2 separate regions of the Zea mays genome follow, and region 2 is linked to region 1. A link is a contact called in public Hi-C data. All regions are on one chromosome and are shown on one strand. Each heading gives the region's core, a stretch centred on a gene start, on an enhancer-like site or on the middle of the called end of the contact. The rest is flanking DNA. Distances are from core to core; before and after follow the strand shown.

The links. Hi-C and Micro-C count contacts between places; a contact is called where the count stands out from the background.
Region 2: a Hi-C map of tassel shows a contact between it and region 1, with 3 times the contacts expected there. The contact joins the promoter of LOC103637635 here to the promoter of LOC100274725 in region 1. A contact is called at or near these places in 2 of 25 Hi-C or Micro-C datasets (ear and tassel).

What each region holds. Positions count from the first base shown.
Region 1 is chr1:89,658,899-89,666,404 of Zm-B73-REFERENCE-NAM-5.0, forward strand. It overlaps LOC100274725 (NADH dehydrogenase [ubiquinone] 1 beta subcomplex subunit 8 mitochondrial), which reads left to right and starts at 2,724. Exons shown (of 4, transcript NM_001149025.1): 1 at 2,724-2,988; 2 at 3,121-3,207; 3 at 3,314-3,409. The coding sequence starts at 2,851.
Region 2 is chr1:90,309,729-90,317,234 of Zm-B73-REFERENCE-NAM-5.0, forward strand. It overlaps LOC103637635 (zinc finger (C2H2 type) family protein), which reads right to left and starts at 2,566. Exons shown (of 1, transcript XM_023301293.2): 1 at 1,199-2,566. The coding sequence starts at 2,441. The coding sequence ends at 1,518.

The DNA of each region.
Region 1 (7,506 bases), core at 1,474-3,973:
GTTGTGGCGTCCCAACGGACGAGAGTTGCACTCAACTCCTCTCAAGTGATCCAATGATCAACTTGAAGTCTCTCGCCCGTTTGCGAGGAATCTCCACAACTTGGAGTCTCTCGCCCTTACAATAAGAATCAATATGAAGCACAAGAGTAAGGGAGGGAAGCAACACACTCAAAACCACAACAAGTACGCACACACACGATCAAGACTTGAGCTCAAAACAATATCTCAAGGTTCTCACTAGAACGGAGCTCAAATCACTAAGAATGTCGAACAAGTGCGCATGAATGAAGTATGAGTGATCAACAATGCTCAAGGAATGCTTGGTGTTCTCCTCCATGCGCCTAGGGGTCCCTTTTATAGCCCCAAGGCAGCTAGGAGCCATTGAGAGCAATCTGGGAAGGCAATTCTTGCCTTCTGTCGCCTGGCGCACCGGACAGTCCGGTGCACCACCGGACACTGTCCGGTGCGGATTTCCTTCCTTATTTGGCGAAGCCGACCGTTGGCAGCCTTGGAGCCGTTGGCGCACCGGACACTGTCCGGTGCCCCCTACAAGCCATTGGCTCGGCCACGTGTCCCGCGCGGATCGCGCGGCCGACCGTTGGCTCACCGGACAGTCCGGTGAATTTTAGCCGTACGCCGTTAATTACTTCCCGAGAGCAGCAAGTTCGCCTGAGTCTGCCTGTCGCACCGGACACTGTCCGGTGCACCACCGGACAGTCCGGTGCACCCAGACTGAGCAGACTTTGGCTGAACAAAGCCATCTCTAATCTCAACTTGATTTTTCCTGTTTCCAGCACTTAGACACAATACATTAGTTTTTAAAACAATGTACTAAGTCTGAGAAACGTACCTTTACACTTGATTTGTACTTTGTCCACCATTTACACTTAGGCACTTGTGTTGGACACTAAATCACCAAAATACTTAGAAATGGCCCAAGGGTACATTTCCCTTTCACTAACCTATACATGGGAATATGTTGGATCTCGGCTAGAAATGGGTCCAGATCTCTTCCTATAAATATAAAGAGGTACGACCGATTGAGTACTTATTCGATTATATGTCGTATAGGAATGGATCTCGCCTAGGAATGGATCTCACCATAGGAATGGATCTCACCATATCAATCTTCACTTTTATTCGATTATATGTCGTATAGAGATCATCTTGGTTAGCCTACCGACCCCAAGACGACTCTAGGATCTTTCTCTGACAAGATTCCCCCGGGAGGCGAGATCCAGGTTCAACTGAGAGCTCTTTTGTGTCGTCGCGGACAGCCTGCTGCCCTACCACGGACGATCTAGGTGTATCGTACTTATCTTTATCTTCTATTTTAAACTTAACTCTATAAACAGTGGTTGTCGTAGCATGAGCAAGGCTAATTGGTTAGCATGGTGCATGGCATTTGTTTGACGCAGCATGTCGGGCATGTCTGGCTGATGAGTTTATTACTCAGCATATTTCGCATATATCTACGGCTAGATTACGCTACGTTACCGAACGCCCGAGTAAACATATACATAGCACCTAAGCGAAGTTAAACAAAAAGGAAAATATAAGCAATGATATGATCAACCCACTAGCAGGTCCAATGTTTCTCTGGCGCGAAACGAGGAGACAGGACACATCACGCATTGAAGGCCATGTGAGCCCCCCGCATAGTTTATTATCCCGTCATGGATCTCGCAGACTGGTTGATTGATTACGATCGAGTGATTAGCCCGGCTCCTCCCGCGGGGCGGTTGGCTAACAGCAAGGTTAGCTGAATGCACCCAGGTCGGTGCGGTGCTGTGCGGGTTGGCGTCGGAGTCCGCCAATAGTTTTTTTTTTTGTGTGTGTGTGTTGTTCATGCCGGGACTTGCAATCCGAGAGCAGTTTACTGGCATGACGCATGCGCGCTCCCACAGTCGGTGACGTTGATTGTGTTTCAAATGGTCTGGCTGGTGTCTGTAGTTTCTCTCGTGCTGTTTTGTTTATAGCTGAACGAGTTTTTTTTAAAAAAATCCGGTAGCAGTGCAAAAGTCCAAGCCATGAGACAAAAGTATCCGCCTTTTATTTTTCACCCTCGGTAGCCGCGGAAGTATTGGGACTTGGGAGCTTTGGTACTACGTACTACAATACAATATATACTTCTTCTTCGCGTAATATACTATACGTACAATACACTGTACTGCTGAGGGGGAGGCGATCGCATCTCTCAACTGACGAATCGAGGCAGCAGCTGGCGTGGCGGCCCGGCCTGGTTTGTGCTGTGCTGTGCTGTGCTGTGCTGACGGCAGCGCGGGGGGCAAGAAAATCATTTTGACGTGGTTGCTTCGTGCTCATGGAAACATCTGCATCAGTTGTCGGTACTATGTTTAGTCCGTCACCTGCCAGCGAGTTAACAACACCTACCTAGCTATATGCCTATATAGCCCGTTGCTGCTTCGGTGACGGGTTGCGGGGCCCGCATAAACAACTGCGACTAGTATACAGTACGATGGTGGTAAGTGTAGTACAGAACTGTACAAAGACACTACATATATATTTGTGGTGGATTTTTTAGTGTTTTTTCTTCCCACAGGCGGCAGTGTTGTGAAAGCCCCGTGAACATCATCACTTTTCACAATGCAAGGCCCAGTGAAGCGTGGCCCAGCAAAACGCATGCCTATCCCAGTGGACTCCACAAGGCCCAAATATACATGCCAAATCCGCTTCCAGTTTTCTCCCCCACTGGATACAGCACACGAGGCCCGAACAAAGCCCACCCAGCTTCCTTCTGTCTCCACCGCCGCCGACGACGAGCCGCGCAACCCAACTCACCGCACGACGACTCGCACTGATCGGAGAGCCAGCGAGCGAGCGAGCGAGATGGCCGGGAGGTTAACCGCAGCAGGGTTCCGCGTCCTTGGCGGCGGCGGCGCACGCGCCGCGGCCGCGGCCGCTGCCCTCCGGCACCGCGCCGGCATGGGCCTCCCCGTCGGCCGCCACATCGTCCCAGACAAACCCGTAAGTCTCCCGCACCCCGAGTCCAGATCCAAATCCGACCCTCGCTCGTGCGTCCTCTCCTCATCTGCGCGCCAGTGAGTTGCCGTCTCAAACCGATTGGATTCTGGGGATTTTTTCTGTTTTGGGTCGCAGCTGCCCGTGAACGACGAGCTGGTGTGGGACAACGGCACGCCCTTCCCGGAGCCCTGCATCGACCGCCTTGCCCCGCACATCGGCAAGGTATTACGGGACCTGATCAAACACGTCGTGCGTTGCGGCGTCATATGCGTCTGGACTGTTTCTGATTTGGCTGTTTCATTGGTTCTGTGTGTTTGCTGCTCGATAGTACGAGGCGTTGGCGTGGCTGTGCGGAGGGCTGGGGTTCTTCGCTGCCCTCGGTGTGGCTGCGGTGGTGAACGATAAGGCCTCCAAGATACCATATGTGAGTGTGCATTGCTAACCGTTGTTTCCCTGATTGCATTTCGATCTTCCAGTGTTTGTTGTGCTATAGATATCCCTCCACCTACTATAACTAGGGAAAATATCCTATGCAATCACTTATCCTGGTGCAAGCATGCAATCAAGCGATCTGGTGCATCCGATCTAGATCTAATGGTAACTGTTATTTTACATTTAACCCCTTCCACCTGAAACCTAGTGTCTATTTTACATTTAACCACTTCCATATGAAACCGTTGGATCTAGACTGGATGCTCTGGATAGTTTGATTGCACGCTTGCACAAAAATGAGTGATTGCACATGATATGTCCTCCTATAACTATGTTTCTTATGATTTTTTTTAAAAAACTAGCTTCCGTGGGTTATTCGTAAGTCACTATAAGATAGTATATTACTTCAAAAGTTTTTATCAGACGAAATGATATTATATCATGGTTCTCACGGCACCATAGCGAGGCGAGTAGCCAGCCAGGCGCCTCTGCCTAGGCGTCCTGTCCAGCAGCAGCTAGCAAATATGCAAGTATGCAAATGCAACATATATGAATACATGACATCAAATAATAGCAAATAAAATATACTTCCATTTTGCAACAAGTAGCAAGCAGCTATATAAGTCCACCAAATACATGGTAAAGTGAATAACTGATAAAGTTTAAAGTGGTAGCTAATAAATATGTGCATATGGCATACTGCCCTAAGTCCCAGAAGGGCTAAAGCCTTAGGCCTAATGTCCTAACCAATATCTGGCCAAAATCCATACTTCCAAGTTCCAACCAGGATCCTTTGACTTCACCTTCCTCTTAGGATCATTCGATGGATCAAGTGAAACATGTATCTCTTCCTGTCTACCTTCCGCTCCAGCATCCATGTCCTATCTATACTTTGCTCTATGGTGTATCAGCAAGACAAGTAGACAACAACATATATCAATCAAGCAATACTAGGAACTCAGAGGAGGAGAGGATCAGAGAAACAATGCCAGCAACTCAGAGTCAGAGGAGAAGAGCAGATGAGGAGAACTGAAGAGGAGTGGGCACGGCTGCCGGCTAGCGCATGGGCGTAGCGCGGGCACGACGCAGCACAAGGACGGGGGTGGGCGCGGTGCGACCAGCACGGGGGAGCACTGGCAGCCTGAGGAGTGAGGAATCAAGTGACGACGACAAAAGGAGGAAGGAGAAGCGAGAGGACAAGTTTAGAGTAAGTTAGGGCTCATTGGAGCCTAGCTAAAGAGCAAGGCACTGTCACCACGTCGCCTGGGAGATGCCTAGTCGTCATGGCGTCCTTCAAGGTATTCAGGTGCTCGCCTTTCTTGGTTCAGACGAGGTGACGTGCCATGGCGTCCTTCGTCGGCCTGTTGGACACCTAGGCGATGCCATGACAACCATCTACTATATTGCTTCCAAATGTTGATTGGACCCTTGTGGGAGATGTCTATGATTTTGCATGCTTGTAGTGCTTGGAAAGAGAGTGCCACATAAGTTGAAAGGCAAGTTCTACATGACAACGATTAGGCCTGCTATGTTATATGGGGCTGAGTGTTGGCCTACTAAGAGACGACATATCCAACAACTAAGTGTCACAGAGATGCGTATGTTGCGTTGGATATGTGGGCACACAAGATTGGACCGAGTGAGAAACGATGACATACACGATCGGCTAGGAGTAACGCCAATTGAAGAAAAACTTATTAATCACCGGTTGAGATGGTTTGTGCATGCCCATCGGAGACCCCCAGAGGCACTGTTGCATAGAGGCATCATAAGACGGGACAATAATGTGAAGAGAGGTAGAGGACGACCAAACTTGACATGGGATGAGGCAGTCAAAAGGGACTTGAATGAATGGAATATCCCAATGGAGTTGTGTTTGGATAGAAGTGCTTGGAAAGACGCTATCCACGTGTCCGAACCGTGATTTTGCTTGGAAAGGTGCTGCGGGGGGCCACTGGAACTTGCTCGGGGTCGGGGTGCTACGTCGCGGCGCCGGCGGCTCCGCGACTGTGTCCTGTGCGGTGTCGGTGCCTCTGTGACCGTGTCCTGTGTGAGGCGTCGACGGCTGCTAGGGAGAGCGACTGCTATGCGGACTAGACGGGCGAGCGGTTGCGCCTATGCAACTGCGATGTCGGCACCTCCGCAGTCATGTCCTGTGTGGCGTTGGCGGTTGCTTGGGAGAGCAACTGCTGTGGACTGGACGGGGGAGCGTCTGCACCGTCCGTCTTGTGCCTGATCGTTCTCAAATCCTAACCCTAGAAGCCCACAAAGCAAACTACAGGCCACGAGCTCTAGAAGCCCATCAAAAGAGGAAGGTCTAAACTGGTCGTCCCATACTAAATCGGGTGACTAGTCGTGACTAGTCGCCGACTAGTTGGACGACTAATATTCTAGTCGGTCTAGTCGCATCGATGACCCTAGTTGGTTGCAGTCTACCGACTAGTCTGACTAATCGAGATTAATCGCGATTAGTCGGACGACTTGAAAACATCGACCTTTGTTTTTAATAGGCTGAAATGAAACAAGACAATGATCTTTTATTCACTCCACCTTTCTAATAAAAAGGAACAAGGAAAAAGTCAAATTCTACGGTCAAACCCACATCCATCCTATCATTCGAAAACTCCATAAGAAAAGAAGATTAAGTTGTGCTTCACAAACAATGCAAATAACGGTGCTTCACGCTGCCTGTTGACAACGTACCTCGACGAAGATGGTGTGCATGAGGCAACCGACGACGGAGGTGATGTTGGCGGTGATGACTCAGAGTTGAAGCTCCTCGACGGCGCGATAGACCCAGGCCATGGCGTCATGGCCTTGTTGCATGTCACGTTCATCACTAGCACGCAATCGTCCGTCTCAGACACGTGCAGCTCTAGGACCTCCATCGTCGCTGGGACAGCGGAGGGCACGGGTTGCAGGAGCACATTCTCGCCGTGCTCGTGACCGCAACGCCCCTCGCCAGCCTTGAGCACGTGCCTTGTACAGCGCCTGCCGCTCCTCCGCCTGCAGTTGCTCGATGTACTCAGTTGCGTCCTTGATGATTGACGCCTTGTCCATCTACGATGCTATCGCGAACTGGAATGACCTAGTGGTGGTTTCTGCTGTCAGAACAAGATGTCTCCTCATTGGATTTGATTGGACCTCACCCACCATCAATCCCTCGGTGATGCGATGCAATGCCAACGGACGAACTGAACTCACCTTTTGGCACGCCAATGCGCATCACATAGAGCTTCTTGTCGGTGTGGAGGAGCGCAGTGGAGCCAGGGTGTCGGGTACCATAATTAGGGGTACCCCCAATACTCCTAAGCATGGATGGAAAACATCTTTAAAACAAACTGTAAAGACCGGTAAGCACAGCTCAAAGTTAAAGCCTCATCTACCAAGGGGCGCGATCTCGTCTCGCCCAAGCCCGGCCTCGGGCAAGAACAGTAGTCTCGGACGGATTCACGCCTCACCCGAGGGCCTTCTCAGGCAGTAGACGCACCCCCGGCTCGCCCGAGGCTAAGCTCGGGCAAACATTGTCGTATAGCAACCTCGGCCAAATCGCCTTACCGCCGACCGTATCGCATGCACATTTAATGCAGGGATCACCTGACACCTTATCCTGACACGCGCGCCTCAGTTGGTAGGGTCGAAATGACCGCAGTCACTTCACCCTTTTACTGATCGTTCTGACAGGAAAAGAACACTATTCACCCCGTTCCGACTACTGTGCCAACCACCAGGGTAAGACTAACAACAGTGAGTCACGGCCTCTCCCGAGTTCGGCCTCGGGCGCAACAGGGAGCTCCGCCTTGCCCGACCCCAGGCCTCGGCCTCAGCCTCGGCCTCGGGAAGGTCTCCGCCTCGCCCGACCCCAGGCCTCGGCCTCAGCCTCGGCCTCGGGATAAGGTCTCCGCCTCGCCGACCCCAGGCAGGCCTCAGCCTCGGCCTCGGGAGAAGGTCTCCGCCTCGCCCAACCCCAGGCCTCGGCCTCAGGAGAAGTCGCCGCCTCGCTCGACCTCGGCCTCGGATCGACTACGCTACATGGGATACATCATTACCCTACCCCTAGCTAGCCGCCTCAGGTTACGAAGGAACAAG
Region 2 (7,506 bases), core at 1,316-3,815, 650 kb after region 1:
TAAAAAACTTACTAAATTAAAGAAATTGGATAACATGGACTTCATTGGGCGGTGCCGGCCTAAGCTTGACCCATGTATAGGGGCCATGCTATGTGCTCATGGTGGTTAAAAAAAAACCCGGCCCATACTCTGGATAAGCATCTACCACCATGCACAAAAAAACAATTTCGTAGCTGTGCAGAGTACCCGCACCATGTAATGCAGCACTTAACGCTTCGGATAGTTCAGCATATGACTACGTACATGGATATGGAGATGGTGTTCGGCCATTCAAATGGACACAGGGAAAACGGACCGTGTGGCATGCGTTGTCGCTGGACAGGAGCCTTTGCACCCCAAGCAAGCAAGCGCCAAGGAAGCAGGCAACAGTTGCCGATTGGTCAGTGCTGCATGCTTAACCTCAAGAACGAACGTCACCACCGAGTTCTACCTCGCATTCATTACTTCACTTTAACATCCCAGACGCCTTTGCCTGGATTGCAGTTGCCACCAAACGAAACAGAACAGCCCCCACACCCGTATTCAATGAAGGCGCCATTGAAAAAACAAGCAGCTAGGTAGTAGGCAAAAGCGAGGGAGCCCACGACCACGAAGAACACCAAGGGGGAGGCGGAGCGAGCAAGGCCGGCCCGTGCTGCGGCTTCTTTCTATCTGGAAAAAGAAAAAGGGGAAAGCGGCAAGGACAGCGCAGGCAGGACAAGAGAAAGAGAGAGAAAGAGAGAGAGAGAGAGAGAGAGAGAGAGAGGCGGTCGTCTGAGAGCAGCTAGGACGCAGAATTATGATCGCAGTACCAGGCAGCAGGCTCCCAGCCATTGATCGACCGACGGGAAGGAAACAAACGAATGGCGACGGCGAGAGGAAGAAGAAAACACGAGCGCTGCGCCAAAAACGCTTTAAACCTGCGGCGACAAATCTCTGCGGTGGATGGAACAGGGAGGAAGGGACGGTGAGAAGCCGTGAATCTCGCTGGCTGTGGCTGTGGCTGTGTCACGGGTAGCCGTCCGGGCGATCGGAGCCGTGCACGACGGGGGCACGGCTGATTCGCGCGAGCAGATCTGGGACTGGGAGCTCTGCTCTGCTCTGGTCGTCTTCTGGTGTCCGCTGCAAAGTGCACAAGAGCAGCAGAAGCAAAGAAGGCACAGTACATTGCATGCGGATGCGGAGCGAGCGATGCCATTGCAAAAGACGGAGGGAGGGAGGAGCTGTTTGAATGGACAGCCAAAAGCAAAATGTTTCTATACCAAAATAGGCAGCGGTTTTTGTACTGATTTTTACACGCACGGGGCACGGGCACGGCAGGGCCAGGGGCTCCATTGCTGCCGCTGCTGCTACCATAGCATACCAAATACCATCCACACGCACCTGACACTCCGGAAAAGCAGAGTCCCAAAACAATGCTAGAGAAGCCTAGCGATCAGCGTGGCGATTAACGACGACGGGGGAGGGGTTAACGGTCACGGTCGGTGGTCGGTTAGTGCTCTAGTCCGGTGGTCCCGGGTCGTCGTCGGCGGCGGCGGCTAGACCTTGTAGATGATGAGGAAGCAGGGGAGCACGGCGCGGCTGTCCAGGACCACCAGCTCGCCGTTGCCCATGTCCACGGAGTCATAGGCGGTCGCAGCGGATCCGTGGGCGTGGCGCGAGGACGGGTGGTTGGCGGGGCAGACGCGGCCGGCGATGACGCGGCACACCAGCATCGCCCGCCGGCCGGCGGTGGCGGTGGCGGCGGCGGCGCTGGCGTGCGCGGCGCCGCTGCAGGCGAACGTGCGCACTGCAGAGACCGACGCGCCGAGGCGGCAGGTAGCGACGCCCGCGCCGAACACCCCGCCGCCGGGCGCGCGGCACTGGAACCGCATCATCTCGTTGCCGTCGGCGCCGCACCGCGCCGCGGCGCCGCGCGCGCGGGCCGCCTGGCGCGCCTCTTCGAACCGCGCCACCGCGCGCGGCGCGCTGTGCACGCGGAACAGCGCCTCCACCGCCGGCGACGGCGACGGCGACGGGCGCCCCGCCGCGTCGGCCCACCCGGACGCGAAGATGAGCTCCACGACACGCCGCGAGGAGTGGCCCTCGGGCAGCTCCGCCATCGTGAGGAACGCCGAGCTCACGGGCGGGCCCGGCGCCGGCGACGGCATGAACGACAGCGGCGCCCCGGCGGCGGCGGCCGCGTCCTTCGTCGCCATGGGCTTGGGCTTCTTCTTGGGCCGTGGCCGCGGCTCTCGCGTTTCCTTCCGCCTCTCCCTCTCCCTCCCCAGCTTCTTCCGCCTGGCCTGATGATGGGCGTACGCCACGGCGTCCATCACGTCCGCCGCCGCCGCAGTGGCGCTGGCGCAGGAGAAGGGGAGCGGCTGCGGCGGCGGCTTCTTGGCCGGTGACGGCGCGATGGCGGCGTCCGTGACGGCGTAGGAGGACCTGCAGCTGAGCGAGCGCACCCACGCCGTCGCCATTGTCCTTGGCCGCGGCAGCTCCAGCTCCTGTGGTTGGCTTTGCGGGTGGGTGGTGGTGGACTGGTGGTGGGCGCAGACCGCTGGCTCGTCTGCGGGTGTTATTATGGCTGCGGTCTGCGGATTTATTCACAGGCCCTGCCGGTGGGGCGCCGTGTCGCTGACAAAACTGTTTACAGATTACAGTGCGCTTGCTGCACCGGCTTACTAGACTACCCCACACCTAATAACCGTCAGTGACAGCCTGATAGGTGGGCGCAGCCTTGTGGGTCCAGGATGTCAGTGACGTTACCCGGTAGTGGTGGCCTGGTGGGAGTTACTCTGGTTTTACACGGCGGGTTTGTGCTGGATTTGGATGTGAGTTGGTTAACCTTTTTGAATTGCGGCTCCATTTGGAATCATGATTTGTTAGGGTCCCATTTGGGGGGTGGAGAGGTTGAGATCAGGGGTGGGGGAGCCCTGCTCTGCCCTCCTCGTCCCCCACCACTTTCGCTGCTGAGTTTTGTCTCTCTTTCGTAGCCTTTCCTTTACCCCTTATATGACTTCTGCTCTTTTTTAGATGAGCTGTGGTGCAGCATCGACCAGTGAGTGCCTTCTCTCCCACCCCCCTCCTCTGCCACTGTGGCGTACGTCTCGTGCGGTTCGCTGTGGCACCCGCCGGTGAAACTTGTCGGCGTGTATTTGTGTGTACATGTATCTGGTTTCTAGGTGCCTACACAAAAGGGACGTCTCCTTTGCGTTTTTTTGGCACGACCCTTTTCGACCTTGTGGTGGAGGACCGACCGACCCTCTTCGAATTCAAACTGTTGTGGAGCGGCCGGGGCGCTCAAGCCGAGCGCATGCAACTCCCTGCACGAATTTATGTAATCTGCTGCTGCATCGAATCAGTTACTGTATTGAAAACGGCGAGCGAGCTATTTACTTGGTCGCTGTCGCTGCTGGTCTCCGTGTCATCAATCATTCTCGTCTCGTGCGTCGTCTCCTGATCGTCTGTGCTGTGCATGTGTTGTGATTCCACGACCACTGCGTGGCAGGCTGACCGAGACGAAACGGGGCACGTTTTAGGCATGGTTCCGACGCGGCAGAATGTCAGCAGCGCAACGGCAGCACAGGTGCGACTCTGCTGCAAGTGAACGAGAATGATTCGGCGCGCGCGGCTACTAGCCACGCGTGCGAAACGAACGCTGGCCGACTCAGAAACTAATCCCGCGAAAACCGTACGTCGCGTGTTGTGGATTTGTGGCTGGCCGGGAACATTCGCAGCCACCACGTACGTCCACGTGTAGCTAGCTGCTGCACCACTTCGCGTACAGTACGCGGCTAGCTGCGCGCAGTAGGTCAGGAAGACGACGACATCTGACGACAAGATGGCTTGGAAGCAACGACTAGCTAGCTAGCTGCCTAGTATGATCTCACTGCGTTCTGTTAATCGATTAGACAATTGCGATCGGTGTGGTGTTAGTTAGTTGATGCGGATCGGACGATTCCTCTCGAACTCGTTTTTTTTATTCACAATGCGCCAACCGCAGAGAGAGAGCGCATATATGAACTAGTGGTGGCTCGCGTAGTTGACAAATGTAGCTTCGGATGCATGTGTAACGTAACCACAGAGAGAGAGAGAGAGAGAGAGAGAGAGGAAAAAACAAAATTATATTATCTCTGAAGCTAGCTAACTAGCTAGCGTTTGTTGTGCGAACCCGATGCGCGAAAACGTCGAACACGTGCAGGGATGAGAATAATTCGTTGATTGACAAACAGATGGGACTTCCGATGCTAGCTAGTAACTGATTCTTGTCCGTGCTCTGTGCATGCTGTGTGCTTTCACGGCCTTTGAGGGATCCTCCATATCCATGGCAATGCAATGCCAATGCAAGCTTCTCAGTCCGGCTCCACGACCTGCATGCCGGCCGGCCGGGCGGGCCGACGACGGCGAGCCCATCATTTCGAGCCAGAGAGCCGCGAAACCTGACTCTGGGTACGTGAACGTGATGATGGCGTTCTGCTATACTCGTATCGATCCGCCACTGCAGCCTGCCTCCGTCCGCGTGCATAGTGCTGGGAATCTGGGCCGGGCTTTTCAGGCCAGCACGAGCACGGCCCGAAAATAAGAGCCCAAAGCACGGTCCGGCACGAAATAATATGGGCCGGGCTAGCACGGCCCGAAGGCGGGCTTGGGCCGGGCCTCAAATTCCGACCCGTCGGGCCCCCAGCACGGCACGCATAAATGGGCCGAGCTTGGGCCGGCACGGCCCAATTAAGCCCAATCTGTTTAATCTCTTTAATTTAGTAAGATATTGACTTTATATTGTTGTTATATTTAGAGTTTATGTGGTTAAATGATGCTATAATTGTTTAATATCTTTATTTTAGTAAGATATGCACTTTATATGGTTATAATGTTTTGATTTTATGTGGTCAAATATACGGGCCGGGCTTGGGCCGGCACGGCCCAACGAAGGCACGGCGTGGTTTAGGGCCGGGCTGGGCCACTGTTTTTATACTTCGGGCTGGCACGGCACGGCCCAAAAATTGTCTGGGCTTTCTTGGCCCGAACCCGTTTGGCACGAAACACGATGGGCTTGGGCCGGGCCGGCCCGGCACGGCCCAATTCCCAGCACTACGCGTGCATGCCGATCGAGCTAGAGAACCCCCGGCCCGGCCGATCATTCCCGAATCGGGCGGACCTAGCGGGTGGTCCATATGGTCCACGGCACACCCTAAGATCACATAAGTGTAGTTAGTATAGTGGTGTAAGTGCTATATTTTAAACTTGGTGGTCAAGGTTCGAGTCTCGTTGATCCTTATTTTTTGTTTGTTTTTTTTATTTTTTTCTTGGCACACCCTAAACATAGCAGCTGGGTCCGCCACTGGCGAATCCATGCGTCCATCTCCATCCACCTCGATCCGTCGCCCCCCAGAGACCCGATCATTGCGGCATCCAGGGCTCTCACGTCCGCGTCCAACACAACATATACATTTGGGTATACATTTGAGATGCGTTTGGTTGCGAGACAGCTAAGAACAATTAGGACGGAAACGTTATCTAATATTCTCTTTTGCCACTCCAATTTTGGAAACGTTATCTTAGGTCATGTTCGTTTGATCCCAAAACCATACGAATTGAGGGAGATTGGAAGGGATTAGAGAGGATTTTGACTTGCACGGGATTTAATCCCCCTCAATCCCTATAAATTAGCACAAAACGAATAGGGCCTTAGATTTATTTTCTCTTTTCTCCTTTTTCCCACCTACCTCTTTCTCTATGCTATGGTCCAGTTTGTAACATCCATCTCCCCCTAATTTGTACTTATATGCACTTATAAATGGGGAAAAATCGGTAGGGGGTTTTCGCCCCTCTGTTCTTTTAAAAAAAATAAACTAGGGGTGCTTGGCCTCTTGCCTTCCTTACCCGGAATATATGGGCATGCAATCGCCTGATGCAAAAGCAGAGCAGTGCACTGACCACCTACCCCGATTTACCAAGCCGGGGGAATAGATTGGTTAGGAGAGCTAGGGAGGAAAATATATACTATGCATGCATGCGTGAATGAACAAGTGTTGGATACAGTTGCACCCAACATCCAACTTCGGCCACAGGAGACGATGCCAGCCATTGCTAGCGTGCATGTTCGCCGCCGCTTGACACGCTACATGATGGTTCTACGCATACGCCTTTGCTTTTGCTTGGCATCCAAGAGAGTAAACTAGCAGCAGCGTCGTATATATATTGTACGTAATAATAGACCAGGGGTTCCATGCGTATATAGAGAGAGTAGTAGAAAACGGACGCTGTCACGCACTGTGCTTTGGTAGTTTCGGTGGGCGGCGCCAAACGCGAGGTGCAGATCGACAAGCAAGTTAATGGAACGCCATTGCTTGCCTTAGAGCACAGCTGCACAGCCGCCGCCCGCCGCCCTGTGGTTTGCAGTCGCAGAGACCGATGGCTGTTGAATCACTCGCGTCGTCGATCGGTCAGGTAGATGGAAGACGACAGGACGTGCCATCCGTCGCGGGTGAACGGCAACTAGTCGGTACGTAGCTATGGTGCGGTGAAACGTGAAAGTTAAAACTAGCTAGCTAGGAGAGAAAAGCTGGCAGATAAGCTCCGTCCCGTCGACCTCTCTCCATCCGTCCAGTGCATTCCGCGGCCGTACACAATGGCAGCACATCACAGGCGCCGGCCAGGTCGCAAAAGGCCACCGGGAAAGGCACCGGCTTTTGCATTTTTTTTGGGCAGGACTGGAGGGGAGCAAAGGGTAGAGGGCGGCAGATGGGATGCATGGGAATATTCAAAGAACGATGGAAACAAAGTGCGGGGACGACGACCGGGATTGATAGAGGCGTGGCAACAAAAGCAGTGCCACAACGAACAAGAGACGACGATGTAGAGAAAAAAGCATGAGAGTTCGCAAGCAATCTGGAGTGGACTACTAGCGTGCGATCATCTGCCCCCGCCGGCGGCCGGCCGGGGACACGCCACATTGCCACTGCGCTGCCTGCATGTAAAGATGGACGTGGGATTTCGTGCCACGTACGCGCGCGCTGTCTCGTTGGAGAGTCAGTAGACTGCAGATGCAGGATGGACATGGGTTTTTTTTGGTTTGGGAACTACTGCTAGCGGTCTAGCTAGCGCAGCGATTTCTGAGTTGGAGTGCGAAGGCAACGCAAGGACACACACAGGAGACAGGACGGACGACGGTCGACGGCCGCCGTCGATCAGTGGCAGGGGGCCGGCCTCTTTCCCGCCGGCATGCGTACGAATGAACCTGGTGGCATGGTGCGACTGCCTGCCTTGGAGTCCGTGCCGACCAACTTTTTTGGAGAGTGTTTTTTCGTTGGCTGGCCCCCGGCGCACCTAAAGCAAATACGGAGTACTACTACGTGCATTACTGTGCTTGACAAAGAGGTGGGGTAATTGTACAAATATATGCGTGCGTGCGTTTTAAGGAGGGAGACGTACTTCTATATACGCACATAGAGCAACCATGCATGCATGCATCACTGTGCGAACTAAGCCGGGGTCGGTCTCCTCTTCCTCGTGCAGTCGTGCGCACCTAGGGGTGGTAAT